Linked DNA regions of Oryctolagus cuniculus: region 1 is linked to region 2. A link is a contact called in public Hi-C data. All regions are on one chromosome and are shown on one strand. Each heading gives the region's core, a stretch centred on a gene start, on an enhancer-like site or on the middle of the called end of the contact. The rest is flanking DNA. Distances are from core to core; before and after follow the strand shown. Region 1 holds the start of TTLL4 (tubulin tyrosine ligase like 4). Region 2 has its middle 4.8 kb from the start of PRKAG3.

Evidence for each region. A called contact is a pair of places that touch in the nucleus more often than the background predicts.
Region 1: a contact with region 2 is called in a Hi-C map of psoas muscle, with 4 times the contacts expected there. The contact joins the promoter of TTLL4 here to the enhancer-like site in region 2. A contact is called at or near these places in 2 of 6 Hi-C or Micro-C datasets (ear pinna and psoas muscle).

The regions. Positions count from the first base shown.
Region 1 is chr3:20,734,259-20,741,038 of mOryCun1.1, reverse strand. TTLL4 (tubulin tyrosine ligase like 4) reads left to right here and starts at 1,602. Exons shown (of 20, transcript XM_017343131.3): 1 at 1,602-1,758.
Region 2 is chr3:20,605,170-20,613,045 of mOryCun1.1, reverse strand. No RefSeq gene overlaps it. Among named protein-coding and RNA genes, the nearest start is that of PRKAG3, 4.8 kb to the left of the region's middle. Within about 2 kb of position 3,780, at least 2 of the 8 cell types and tissues checked have an H3K27ac peak or open chromatin away from gene starts, as enhancers often do. A contact at or near this core is called in ear pinna, where this site is marked.

The DNA.
Region 1 (6,780 bases), core at 353-2,852, 130 kb before region 2:
GGCCCAAGCACTTGGGTCATCCTCTGCTGCTTTCCCAGGCACATTAGCAGAGAGCTGAATCAGAGTGGAGCAGCCAGGACTTGAACCAGCACCCATGTGGGATTCTGGCACTGCAGGCAGAGGCTTAACCTTGTACATCACAGCGCTGGTCCCCAAATATATAAATCTTAAGAAAAAAAAAAAAGGAAAAAGAACTAAAGACCTGAATCTGGCTAAAGCCAAATTAGGGATTTTGGATGTAACCAATGATTCTTGTCCTCATTTTCACCTTTCTTTCATAGAAAGCTTGAAGCTCCCTTATAAGAATGAGAAATCTCCATCCTAAATTTGGCATGAAATACATGAACATATATGGTAACTTGGAGGACATGCATGCCTTTTTTGAATATGCATATCCCTTCCTAGGACTTCCCCAAAATGAATATGTGTAACTTCTCTAAAGGCTAAGTATAAAGCTGGCACTGTGGCATAGTGGGTAAAGCCACCGCCTGCAGCACTGGTATCCCATATAGGCCCCTGTTTGAGTCCAGGCTGCTCTGCTTTCAATCCAGCTCCCTGCTAATGTGCCTGGGAAAGCAGTGGAAGATGGCCCAAGTGCTTGGGCCTCTTGTACCTACATAGGAGGCCTGGTCCAACTCTGGCCATTGCAGCCATCTGGGGAGTGAACTAGTGGATGGAAGGTCTCTCTGTCTCTCCCTGTCTCTCTAACTGAATTTCCAACAAATAAATATTTTTTTTTTAAGCAAACTATAAAAATTGTAACTGATGGCTGTTTGGGGTCCTGGCTTTGGTCTTGAGATCACCTTGCCCCTTGGCTTGACTGCCCCAAATATATTCCCTTCTACAACGTTTCCTGCGTGTTTACATCAGTGCACGTGCTAGATGTAAACACACAGATCTGCCGCATTACCTACGTGATGGAAGACATCCTCCCAATCACTTGTAGTGTAACATCCGACTATGCCTTGTCTAGGTCATTTGTTGACTTACTGTCCAGATTGTTTTCATCAGGTTCGTCTTACCTTCGACTGCCACCACCCTCCTCCCCCCAGCTTTCTAAGTCTGCAAATCCATCCGGTCTAGGGAAAGGGAGACCCGGGGCACATTTGTCTTGCTTGGGGAGACAATGAAATAATGAGTGGGGTTCGTATTTCCTAACGTTCACACTTGAAGCCATAAAGAAAGCAGGCGTTGTGGTGTGCACCACCAGGTAGGTTGGAGGGAGGCAGAGTGGATGGGATCGCGCTCCCCACCCTTTCCTGGGCTCAAACTCAAGGCTTTTACTGTAAGTTCTTTAATAGAGCTCGGCAGAAGAGCGAACTGAGGCTCGGCCAAAGGCAAGGTCCACAAGGATTAGGTGGAATCAGGGTAGGAAGGGAGAATTCTGGATTCCTAGAACGGAGCCTTTCAGAGCTTTCACCACAGGACTACATCTCCCAGAATTCCGCTCGCCGAGCCCCACAGCCCGCAAGGGACTGCGCGTGCTCGCGGCCGATGACTCCCCACCCTCCCAGGCCCCACAACCCCCGAGATTCCGCGCGCTCGCCTCGCGCCCGCCCCGCCCCGCCCAGGCCTCGGTCTGTCCGCTGGGGGCGCGCGAAGTGCGTGGCGGGCGGCAGCGGCGACGGCGGCTGAGTGCGCGGGTCGCGTGGCGATGCGTGGTTGCTAGGGGCGCCTGAGGCCGCCAGCTCGCCCTGCAGGCCGAGGGAGGAGGAGCGCGGAGCCGGCGCCGAGCCCAGGCGAAGCTGGATCCCTTAGGTGAGTGTGGCGGCGGAGCTGGCCGCACCGGCCCCAGCCCCTCCGCCGGCCCGGCACCCCCTTTCCGTCCCTCCGCCCGGCGGGCCCATCGGCGCCGGTCCGCGGCTCTGGGACCGCTCCCACCCCGGTCCCGCTCCCGGCCCGCCAACTCTCCACCCCCCAGCTCCGCGGCGAGGGGCCGCGGCCTGCCCCCGCCGGGACTTCTCCCCCCGACTCCGCCACGCCCGGGGAACTTAGTTGGCCACGCTCTGGGTGCCCGAAGCACCCTGCTGCACCCCTCGCCCTGGCCCGGTGCCGCCGCTTTCCCGCCGCGCTGCGGTTGAAACTCCACCTGGGCGGGAGCCCTAGCTGCTCTCGGGTTTCGGAGCCGAACGGGGATGCCTACTTCTTGACTTCCCACCCCGAGTATCTATGGAGAAACCCTTTCCTAAGCTGCAGATTGAAACCGGGCCGGCCCCCTCCATTCATTCCTTCACGTCTGCAGGAAGCAGTTTTTAATCAGCGTGGGCAGGTATTTAATGAGCCCGGGTACTGTGAAAGGGGCTGAGGCCGGGCGGGGTTTCGTTGGCAACCAGGCAAGTGTGTTTCACGGAGCTAATACGCCAGCGGGGGCTTTTAGCCAGTGAGCAAGCAGTGTGCCGGGAGAGGTGCTGGACCTGGACTTCCTTGGAAGGGTACTTTGTGCTCATTCCCGTTCTGGGTTTAGGAAGTATTTTAGCCCTGCCTTTATGGAGGCATCCGGCTTTCTCTCAGATACTGCCAATCACGTCGTGTTTAACTTCCAGCACCTGTGGATTCAGCCAATCAGTAAGCATCTGGGAGATCCTTTGGGGCAGTGTTGCATTCCACCCTAACATTTCTTGCAATAAATACTCAGGCATTGCATAAAAACCACCTGTTTGGTGCCCAGAGCGTTCCCAGCTGCTTACTGATTGGTCTGAACCGGCTTTGAAAAGTTATCAGTTGTTTTCTTTCTGGGAATAAAGTGGTGTGAGGGCCTTGCAGATACAGAATAACTCTAGGAAAGACAGTAAGAGAAATGGATACAGTTTGACAGAGCTAAGCAGGGTTCCGAGGGAGCCATCCAATGGCTAAGATGGAGAGGGAAGTTGACAGGACCACGGGAGGACTTGTGTGCTTTGCTGGGTTAGAACTGCATCTGCTGGAGCACGGGTGTTCAAGCCGGTGTAATCAGGGCCCAAGGTTTCTGGGGATGCACCTGCACCTGTAGCTTTAGATTAGTACATTTCCAGATCCTCAGCTTCCAAGTGACCTCTTCTAAACTGCCCTTAGGAAGAAAAGGGGGTGGGGGGAGCATCAGCTCTCGCACTGCCAAGATAAGGGATACTTTGGAAATACTGATTTCAGGGAAGCCTCCCTTGCTGGTTAACTACCTCACAAACCCAGAAGGCTTCCCTCTCCCTGCCTAATGTGTGTAGCTGTCAGTGTGAAGCTTGGTCCTGATTGGGATGTTCTGAATTCAGAACACAGTAGTCAGTTAACCGTAACATGTCTTTGGATCATGCGTTTTTTTAGAACTAAAAGCTTAGATAAGTTAGATAAAACTTGCATGAAGGTTTTTTTTTTTTTTTTTAAGAGATTTAGTTTAGGTGTATGTTACATTTATTTATTTTTAAACTGTAGTCACAACACTTTATTATTTATTTGGTAGGCAGAGATACAGAGAGGCAGAGAGGTATCTTCCATCTGCTGGTTCACTCCCCAAATGGTTGCAACGGCCGGAGCTGAAGCCAGGAGCTTCTTTTGGGTCTTCCACGTAGGTGCAGGGGCCCAAGGACTTGGACCATCTTCCACTGCTTTCCCAGGCCATAGCAGAGAGCTGGATTGGAAGTGGAGCAGCTGGGACTCAAACTGGCGCCCATATGGGATGCTGGCACTGCAGGCAGGGACATTAATCTACTACTCCACAGCGCTGGCCCCGGTGTGTGTTTAATAAGGTAGTTAAAGACTTAATAAAGGCCGGCGCCGCGGCTCACTAGGCTAATCCTCCGCCTTGCGGCGCCGGCACACCGGGTTCTAGTCCCGGTCGGGGCGCCGGATTCTGTCCCAGTTGCCCCTCTTCCAGGCCAGCTCTCTGCTATGGTCCGGGAGTGCAGTGGAGGATGGCCCAGGTCCTTGGGCCCTGCACCCGCATGGGAGACCAGGAAAAGCACCTGGCTCCTGCCATCAGATCAGCGCGATGTGCCGGCCGCAGCGCACCAGCCGCGGTGGCCATTGGAGGGTGAACCAACAGCAAAGGAAAGACCTTTCTCTCTGTCTCTCTCTCTCACTGTCCACTCTGCCTGTCAAAAATTAAAAAAAAAAAAAAAAAAGACTTAATAAGATAGTTAAAAGCATTTTATCAAATCATGTGATCAAATATTTATTCCAATTATAATTACTCCATTTCTTTATTTTGTAAGTAAAATGGTTACTATTTTCTACCTCCTAACCAAAAAATAAGCTTTACACTTATTTTTAACGTTTTAGTTGTTAACTTCAAGATGTGTAAAGAGTATATGAGTATGGTTTTTAAAATTTTGGGCTACATGAGTAAAACCGTTTGAGGAGTGTGTTCCGGGAGGAAGATAGAAGGCAGTAGGACGTAGCATCTGGTTTCTGTTTGAGATTACCATAGTGTCCGTGTGTAGATAGAATAGGAGAGATTTTAGGTCAGAAGTGGGGAGCGAATGAGAAAAGTTACAGTGGTGAAGACTTTGTGGCTGCTGCAGCAGGAATGGGGCGGTTTAGAGAGAGATTCACAATGGCAGGATTGGCAGCACCTAATGGGGACCGTGGGCAAGGAGCAGTGTGGCATGATCCTAGCGTGCTGACTTCCGTGAGGCAGGCGGTGGAAGGACAGGCAGCCTGAGGGAAAGATTACAGGAGTGACATTTGGACGTGCTGCGAGTGGGTGGGGGAGCCCTGGCACTCACGACAAGGGTCTGGATGATGATGGTGATGAGGATGTAGGAGGTAGCTGGTTGTTGAAGTCGTGGGATTAGAAGAGGTTGCTCTGGGAAAGTGTGAAGCTGTTGATTGCAGCTGCCATTGTTGAGTGCTTACTGTATGCAGGCAAATTGACAAGACTGAGCTCAGAGGAGCGCCAGTATTGAAAGATGGGCAGAGGAAATGGGGTGGGAGAAGGGGACCAAATGTGGACGTGAGTATGCGGGTGGAAAGCCGTCACTTGCTGCCAGACTGTCTAATGATGCCGGAACGTCAGGGTCTGTTTGTGTTTATGATCTGGAATTGGGTTTCGTTTCCCACCAGATTCCTTATGACCCTGGAATTGTCTGATGATAGGCTCCCTGGATTTTAACATGCGATCAGGTGCTTTGGCCTGTCAGCGAAATGCAGAGCAAAGCTTTTTCTCAGTGAATTGAACTTCTCACCCTCTGTTCCGGCAGAGCTGGGAACAAATACTGAGAGTGCTTGTCTCTCTTTGGCCCTCAAATACAAAGGGCTTTGTCCTCCACAGCCTCACGGCTAATCCTGGCCGGGCAGTGCTGCTCTAGACCAGTGGTTCTCACACGCAACGCGTTCCGTACTCAGGGCTTCAAAAAGGTCTTTGAGATCTTCAGTTTTTAGTTTTTTTTAAATGTGGGATCCCTATCTTCATATTTACCAAATTAGAAACTGGAATTTTCATTTGGAAATGATATCATGTTGTTGGGTAGCGCTATTAGCATGTGATGATTAACATAAGTTAACATAAGTAGAGTTTTTTGAATGAAAAATGCTGCTGCTTCAGGGTTGTTTTTGCAGCTCCCTTGATGTCCGGTTTAGAAGAAGACAGCAGGATGTTCCTGTCTTTCTGCATTCATTGTTTGTACCCTGCCTCACTGATACTTCCTTGGAAAGGGGAGGAGTACCCCAACAGCCTGTTCAGAGAACTGTGGTGCTCTTTGGTGCTACACCAAGCAAGACTTTGTAAAGGTTACTTGTAAAGTGGAATCTGAGAGGCTATCAGAGAAACTTTCCTACTTTGTTACGTTGAAATGTATCTCTCACTTTGGCCCTCACGTCCAGTGCATGACTCTAGTCTCTTGTGGTGGGTGGAGAATGCAGTATCTAAAAATCACATTCATGTCCTCACTACAAACTCTTCATGAAGGCAGTAAATACTGGGATGCTCATGGTAGCAGATACAGTTTTGCCAAGATTCTAATTTTCTTTTGGAAATTCAGATTTTATCATTGGCAGCAAATACTGCCAGTTGTTTTCTTTGAAGTGACAGACTCGCTTTGTTTTACTTTGCAGAACTTGTCTGCCAAATAGCAAAGCCTGAATAATATTGCTTATGTGTCAGTCACTCTTCCAAATAAACATGGTGTTCCCCTGAAAACCTTGCAGCGCAAACAAATGCTTTGCTTAGAGACAGTTGGCATCTTCTATCCAGCATCAGTGTTTCATATGTACTTCCCATTTGGTCATACAGGATATTAAAAAGTTGCATACTCAGTGCCAGGGTTGTGGCATAGCAGGTGTGCTTGGGTGCCAGTCCAGCTCCCTGTTAATGTGCCTGGAAAAGCAGTGGAAAATGGCCCAAGCACTTGTGGCCCTGCACCCACGTGGGAGACCCGAGGAAGCTCCAGGCTCCTGGTGGCCTTGTCTAGCCACGGCCATTTGGGGAGTGAACCAGCAGATGGAAGATTTCTCTGCGTCTCTGCATCACTCTGTAACTCTACCTTTCAAATAAATGAATAATTTTTTTTAAAAAAAAGATGCATTCTCAAGGTTCAAGATTTAATACAATTTTTAATGTGTCATCAAGTAGAATTGGCATTTATTCTTCACTGAGTGGCCAAGAAGTATCTAGAAGTGAAGAATCAGACCCATGTGTTGTCTTGATTCATGCTGGGGTTCCAGCTGTTTTCTTCACCATTGCTTTTGCTCCAAGGTCAGCCCAGGGTGAAAGGTGAAAATAGCATCTTAGGCCTGCATGACTCACTAGGCTAATCCTCCGCCTGCGGAGGCACCCCGGGTTCTAGTCCCGGTCTGGGCCCCGGATTCTGTCCC
Region 2 (7,876 bases), core at 2,531-5,030:
GGGCGTGGAGGAGAACGGAGAAGGAGGGCACTGTGCCTTCTCATGCCTGTTGCGGCTGGGATAGGATCTCTGTGGCCTGTCCCTGTCTGGCCCCGGATGATGGAACTTCCAAAGCAGAGTTCGTGGGGACAGATCAGACAGTGGGAAGGCCAGGGGACCACCCTGGGGGTCATGATGGAGAGGACCTGGAAAGCCCCCACTCCCAGCTCCCAGCCCGCCCCCTTAGGCCCTGGGCCCCCTCCATAGCCAACCAGATACAGAACAGGCGTGGTGCACACAATTGCCTTTCCCTGCTGTATTCCATTCTCTCTGCTCCACGCTGCAGGGCCAGTAGCAGGCCCTCCTCTTTCAGGAAGTCTTCCCGGATTGCATCTCTCCAACTGCACTGATAGTGCCCATCTCTGTGGAGAGCCAGGCAGCATTTATGTGGCCAGAATATGTTGACTAGCTGTGATGAAAAGCCAGACTTGAGAGCAGACAGACCCAGTGGAAGCAGTTTCCCTGTGTGCTTGCCACACAGCCTTGGAAAGTGTTTGTTTTCTCTGAGCCTGTTTCCTGGAGCACGTTATGAGGTTGCAGACATTCCGTGAGGGAGACTGCCAGTCGCCCTCCAATGCCGTTTTTCTTTGCTTCCTTTAGTAACAGAATTGTGTGACTTTTAGCTGGAATCATTCCCCATAAAAAGACTTAGCTCCCCAACCTGCCTTGCAGCAAAACGTGCTCGTGCAGCCAAGTGTGGCCTATGTGATGTGAGTAGAAGGGGTGGAAGCAATTTCCAGGTCAGGCCTGAAGCAAAAGAGGCATGAGTTACCCTCTCCCTTTTCCCTTTCTGGTGGTTGGAATGCGAATGTGATGGCAGGAGCTAAGGCATCTACCTTGTACGCAAGTTGGAAAACATTTGTGAAGGGTTCCTGAGTCAGTCTCCCAGCTTTACAGTCTACAGACTATTATGTAAAAGACAAATCAGCTTTCTTCTGTGTTTACAGAAAGCTTTTACTTAATAAATATACATCTCACAGGTACAGCTTTTGGAATATAGGAGTTCTTCTCCCCATAACCACCCTCCCACCCCCAAACTGTCCCACCTCCTACTCCCTCTCCAATCCCATTCTTCATTAAGGTCCATTTTTAATTATCTTTATATACAGAAGAACAGCTCTATACTAAGTAAAGATTTCAACAGATCGCACCCACACAGACACACAAAGTATAGAGTACTGTTTGAAGTCTAGTTTTACTGTTAATTCTCATAGTACAACACACTAAGGACAGAGATCCTACACGGGGAGCAGGTACACAGTGACTCCTGTTGTTGATTTAACAATTGACACTCTTGTTTATGGCATCAGTAATCACCCGAGGCTCTTGTCATGAGCTGCCAAGGCTGTGGAAGCCTCTTGAGTTCACAAGCTCCGACCTTATTTAGACAAGGTCATAGTCAAAGTGGAAGTTCTCCCTTCAGAGAAAGGCACCTCCTCCTTTGATGGCCCATTCTTTCTGCTAGGATCCCACTCGCAGAGATCTTTCGTGTAGGTCCTTTGTTGCCACAGTGCCTTGGCTCTCCATGCCTGCAGTGAGAAGTTTTCTTCTCGAAGACATCTTTAAACCGCGCCTTTGGTTCGGCAGTCACACCCATCTCCTAACACATGCAGGATGCCGCATCTGAAGTGGTGCTACATGGAGAGCCTGAAACAGTGACCCTGCTTTAGAGACTGGAGAGCAGAGAGCGGGGAGTAAGAAGCGAGTGTTGCTTTGTTTCAGGAACACAGCACTCACGGAAACTGGCCGGAGAGCCGCAGGCCGTTGGTGTGTGCTGGCTGCTGCCTGGTTCGGCCAGCCAAGTCCTACAAGCTGGAGGCACGGGGCTCGGTTAGAAGAGGTGGTTTAGGGGTCAGTGCGGTGGCACAGCAGGTTAAGCCGCCACCTGCGACACCAGACGCCAGCGTCCCGTGTGCTCCACCTCCAGTCCAGCTCCCTCTGAACGCCCCTGGGAAAGCAGCAGAGGATGGTCCAAGTGTTTGGGTCCCTGTACCCATGCGGAAGACCTGGATGGAGGTCCAGACTCCTGGCTTCGGCCTGGCCCATTTGTTGGGCCATTTGGGGAGTGAACCAGTGAATTGGAAAATAAATAAACCTTAAATTTTTTTTTTCCAAAATTTGAGAGGCAGGGATGGAAACAGCCACAGAGAGACACAGAAAGACCACCATGGCCAGGTTGGGGGCGGAAGCTGGGGGCCAGGAACTCAAGCTGGGTCTCCCACGTGGGTGGCAGGAACCCAACTACTTGAGCAACCACCAGTGCCTCCCAGGTCTGCATTAGCAGGAAGCTGGAGTCAGGATCCGGGGCTGGGACTCGAACCCGGGCACTGCATTGCAGGATGTGGACGACTTAAAGGCAGGCTGACTGCCCCATGTCTCGAGTTCTCGTGTGTAATCAACCCACTCTCACGACAATGAACCCATTTCCCGTGATAAGGACCTGCTCCGTCATGGTTACTTGGATCCATTTGTGAAGGCAGACACCCGTACCACGTCACCTCTGCAAGGACCCATCTCCCAACTCTGTGGCTTTGGGGACAAGCTTTTGACATAAGAACTTACAAACCCTAGCACTCCCCTACTCCCACTCTGCTTTGCCCACCTAGCCTGTATTGCTAAGGGAAATCAACCTCTGGGACTGGTGCTGTGGCATAGCGGGTAAAGCTGTCTCCTGCAGTGCCGGCATCCCATATGGGTGCCAGTTCGAGTCCCAGCTGCTCCACTCCGATCCAGCTCTCTGCTGTGGCCTGGGAAAGCAGTAGAAGATGGCCCAAGTCCTTGGACCCCTGCACTCGTGTGGGAGACCTGGAAGAAGCTCCTGGCTCCTGGCTTCGGATTGGCACAGCTCTGGCCATTGTGGCCAACTGGGGAGTGAAGCAGCAGATGGAAGACCTCTCTCTTTCTCTCTACCTCTCCTCCTCTCTCTGTGTAACTCTTTCAAATACATAAATAAATCTTAAAAAAAAAAATCAGCCTCTGTCTCATCTAGCCTCTCTTCATTCACACATCCACTTTGCGCTGTGCAAATGAAGACCCTTCGTGTCTATGCAGCACGTGGCATTGAGTAGACGCCGTGCACACCACGTTCCATGCGATACCCCACTCGATCCCTTGCAACCCTAGGACGTAAATATTTTTCTTACTGCAGTGATACAGATGAGAAGACCGAGGCATAAATAGAGTAAGTAATTTGATCAAAATCTCAAAGCTAGGGAGATGGAGCAAGCATTAACCCCGGGCTGCCTGGACTGCCTGGTGCCCACAACTTAACCGCTCGGCTTTATGGAAAGCACAGATCATGCAAAAAATATATGTGCTCAGTAAGTGGTTACTATTATTATTACCTGGCCACCTGCTTCCAGTGTTGCTACACCTCCAGCCGCGTAGGTTGTCCTCAAGTTCAGGGTCTGGAAGGACTTGGGCTGGGGGCTGACAGTGGCGCTGCTCTACACTGAGACCCCCCCCCCCCGCCCCGCGCGCCCCGATTTTCCAGTTCCGGCCCTGCCCTGTGTTGTCCTTTGATTCTTGGAATTCCCCTCCTGCTCTCGCCGCCAGCCGGGCCCCCACCCAGCCCCTTTGGCAAGGCAAGAATCAACAGACGCAACTGGCCACAGCCGGGTAACCAATCCTCCGTGGGTGATTGATTTTCGCCTGTGGCCGTGCGATCGTATTTCCTGAAGGCTGTGTAATCGGGGCCCTGCATCCTGACCCCACGGCGGGATTGGCTGCCGCCTCCGGGGAGCTGATTTGCCTGGGACATCGAGTTGGGGATCCTGTTTAGGTGTTATTTTTATATCAGACGGAGAAAAACAGCTTGCAGAGGCCAAGGGAGCCGCCTGGAGGGGACCCATAGCTGATAAATCATAAGCGAAGTCTCGCGTGCCAGAGAAGCTGGGAGGCGGCGAGCGCAAGTCTTCCTGTCTGTCACCCAGATGCCTCGGCTCCCGCCCTGTCTGTGCGCGGCTGCGCAGAGCTGCGCCGGGGCCAGCGTCTCCAGGACCTGGACAGAACCCACAGCCGGTTAATGCAGTCTTGTCTGCCCCGAGCCCTGCTCCACCGGTTTCCGTTCTGTGGGCTGGGGTGGGGGTGGGGAGTCGTATGGGCAGAAGTTGATTTGCTCCCCCAGGATCCCTTTACTCTTCTTTGGGGGGAAGCTCCTAGGTTTCCCTTTTAGGGAACCACGATTTGGAGCAAGTGCTGTGGGAAGGAGTTCCGTGGGGGGTTCCAGGAGGTATTCCTCTGGTTCAGACTGAGCCAGTGAGCACAGCAAGTGCCCCTGGTTACAGTGAGGGGGAGGGGCATTGGCAGAATCAGTCCACCCAGGGCAAGTCCCGAGATGTTTGCTACCAGGAACTCCTTCGCACTGGAACGGGAGCTGTGAGGATGTAGGTGTGGAGATTCTAGGGGTTACCGTGCGGAGTGGGGCAACCTGAGGACGAAGCCAACACAGAGGGCAAAGAGCCATGGTGAAAAAGACCGGGTCCTCCTGCCATTCACTGCAGTCCTGGGTCACACTGTACCTGAAGACCTCCCACCGGGGTTCTCAGTTCAGGAACCCACAGAATCTTCTCGTTTAGTGCTGTTTGAATTGGGACGTATGTCACCTGCAGCTCAAAGAGTTCTCATTGATATCAGAGTTAACAGAGGCCTGGGCACCTGCACAGGCTCTGGGGACGTGGGGTGTGAATTCAGCCACAGCAAGGTCTCAAGATATAGGGGGCATTTGAAAAACAATTCAAAGGGTGAGCATTAATTATTTTTAGAGATCTTATTTATTTATTTGAGAGGTAGAGTTACAGACAGAGAGAGGGAGAGACAGAGAAAAAGGAGAGTGAGCATTTTGATACAGCAGTAAAGACCCTGTTTGGGATGCCCGCATCTCCTATCAGACTGCCTGGGTTTGCGTCTCAGCTCTGCTCGCCCATTCCACCTTTCTGCCAATGTGCACCTCGGGAAGCAGAAGTTGGTCAAGTCTTGAGACCCCGCGACTCACATGGGAGACCCTGGATTGAGTTCCAGGTTCCTGGCTTTGGCCTGGCCCGCCCTGGCTTGTTATCAGCAACTGGGGAGAACAACCAGCAGATGGAAGATCTCTCTCTTTCTGCCTTTCAAATACAACATGAAAAAGGAAAGGCAATTAGCGTAAACCAAGGGGGCGGGGGCGGTGCTGCTCAGTGAAAATGGCGGACGAGACTGGGGCTAGGTTTTCTGGGAGGCTTCCTAGGAAGCCAAGTCTGGAAATCACCAGCAGGGAGTCCTTGAGCCCCGGCATGTGCCAGCACCGGGACCAGCAGCCTACGTTGAAATGAAAGCCGGTCGAGGAGGGGAGGGGAGGCTTTCCCTGTTCATCGCCTCCAGCAGGAAGTGGTGCACCTGCTGCCGGGTTTTCCGTTTCAAGGGTGGCGCCTTCCGGGAGGGAAAAGAGTACCGTGCAAGATTGGGACACTGCGGCGGGCCACTCCGTCAGCAAACACCTCTGTCCTTCCGCTGCCACAGCCGCAGGCCGGGGTACTCAGAGAGGTCCCTCCAGGGTTCCTCACGGTGGCAAAAAGAAGGTGTGGCTGCACCCCTCCAGGACCCATGAAGTTGCCATGCCAACTCCCTGCAGAGGCTGGTGAGAGAGGGCTGATCAGGGCTGGCGCAGAACCGCAGTGGGTTGAGCCGCCTCTTGGGGCGCCAGCATCCACTTCAGAACTCCAGTTTGAGTCCCGGCTGCTGCACTTCCGATCCCGGCTAACGCTCCCTGCTGATGCACCTGGGGAAGCAGCAGAGGATGGCCCAAGTGCTCGGGCCCTGCCACCCATGGGGAAGACCTGGATGGAGTTCCTGGCTCCTGGCTTCAGCCTGGATCAGCCCTGGCTGTTGTGGTCATGTGGGGAGTGACCCAGCAGACCTTTCTCTCCTCTGTACAGAGTGACCTTGTGGCTACATGGATGGATCACTGAAATAAAATGATGGTTGAAATAAAAAGCCTTTCACTAAAAAAGCAAGCAAACAAACAAACAAACAAAAAAACTAGATAACATATAAATAGCATCTTTTTAAAAAAAAAAAGATTTATTTGATTTATTTATTTGAAAGAGTTACAGAGAGAGGTGTTCTGTCTGCTGGGTCACTCCCCAAATGGTTGGAGCTGAGCAGATTTGATCTGAAGCCAGGAGCCAGGAGCTTCCTTCAGGTCTCCCATGTGGGTGCAGGGGCGCCCTCCACTGCTTTCCCGGGCGCATCAGTAGGGAACTGGATCTCAAGTGGAGCAGCCGGGACTCAAACCATTGTCCATATGGGATGCCGGTGCTACAGGCTGGAGCTTTAACCCGCTGTGCCACAGCGCCGGCCCCTCAATAGCATCTTCTTAAAAACACTGAAAAATAATATCGTAAAGACTTAGTGGACCTAACTGAGAGGAAAATGGGCACACAGCAGCACTGGGGAGAAAAGAAGTGGACTTTGGCCTAGGGCACCTGCCAGTTCTAGCGAGAGCCATGTGTTGGGATGGGGGCTGGGACTCACACAAGCTGGGAGTTTGACCGGGGACCCCATCTCTGTGGGGAATATCACAGGACTACACCCTCGGAGTTAAGGTAACCTAGAAACAAACCAGCTGTTAGTGTGTTTACAAAGCATGTCTCTGAACGTGCAGGGAGTGTCAGACCTTAACCTTGGTGCAAGGGGCGCAGGGCTGAGTCAGTACTGATCCCACGTGCCTGGTGGAAGCGAACATGAGTGTTCTCCAGAGAAAATTAACTTCTTCCAGGGCCACACATGAGCTCGGCCAGACCCAGCACACGGGAGGATAACGGTACACAGCCTTGAGTGAGAGCCAGAAGCGCCGACAGCCATCAGGAAGGGACCCACGTCAACTGGAGAACGGGGTGATCAGACACCTTCTAATGACGTACTTCTTGTACTTAGAGAAATATAAGGCGAGTTTGGGCAAATATGCAGTAAACAGGAAATTCTGAAAAGCAACAGAGCAGCTTTGGAGCAAGGGAATACAATGTCTAGAAATGAAAATGAGGTGAAAGTAAAAAAAAGGAATAGATGAATGTAGCCACAGATTAAACACAGCCTAACCCAAATACGCAGAGACCCGGACACCACCGCCCAGGGCAGCCCAGGAGTGCAGTTCCCGGATTGAGACCCACTGTCTCTGAAGGCAGGCTGTGGCAGCCGGGTAACCACAGCCACAAGCAGTAGGCAGATCTGTGCAGCTTGGCCGACATAATCTGGGAATGTATTGGTTCCCTTAGGTGGGCCCCCAGTGGATCGAGTGTCTGATACGTTTTCCCCGATGACTTAGCTCTGCTGTCCTCTAGCGCCAGCTTCCAGTACAAGGTGGCGTAGCAGCTCTCCCCTTAGCCACGCCCATGACATTCAGAACAGAGGCCATCTTTCTCGGCACCTTCTTTAAGGAAGGAAGCATCTCGCAAAGCCCTCAGTGGGCTGTGCGCCCATTCCAGGATCGGCTTCCACTACCGCGAGGGAGCACCGTATTTGACTCAGACTAATCAGAGCTCCTTTTGGACCGGGATCGATTCTGCCCCTTGCAAGGCTGGTACAAAACAAGCCGGAGTGGACGGGATGTGAAAAGGACCAGCGTTCCCGTTTAGTTGTACCGTATTCTCACACACACCCTCTGCGGCATGTTGCACACAACATCAACAAGGCCACACCTAATAAAATGCATTCCCTCCATTCTAAAAGAAGGGCCACGCAAACCTCACCCAGTTGTACCCAGTGGCAAGCCCAGGATCTCTGCCGGGTGTGCGAGCCCTGCCAGCAAGCCTGTTACACGTTTGCACCTGCATTTAAAAATCAACCAGGCAGGGGAATGAAA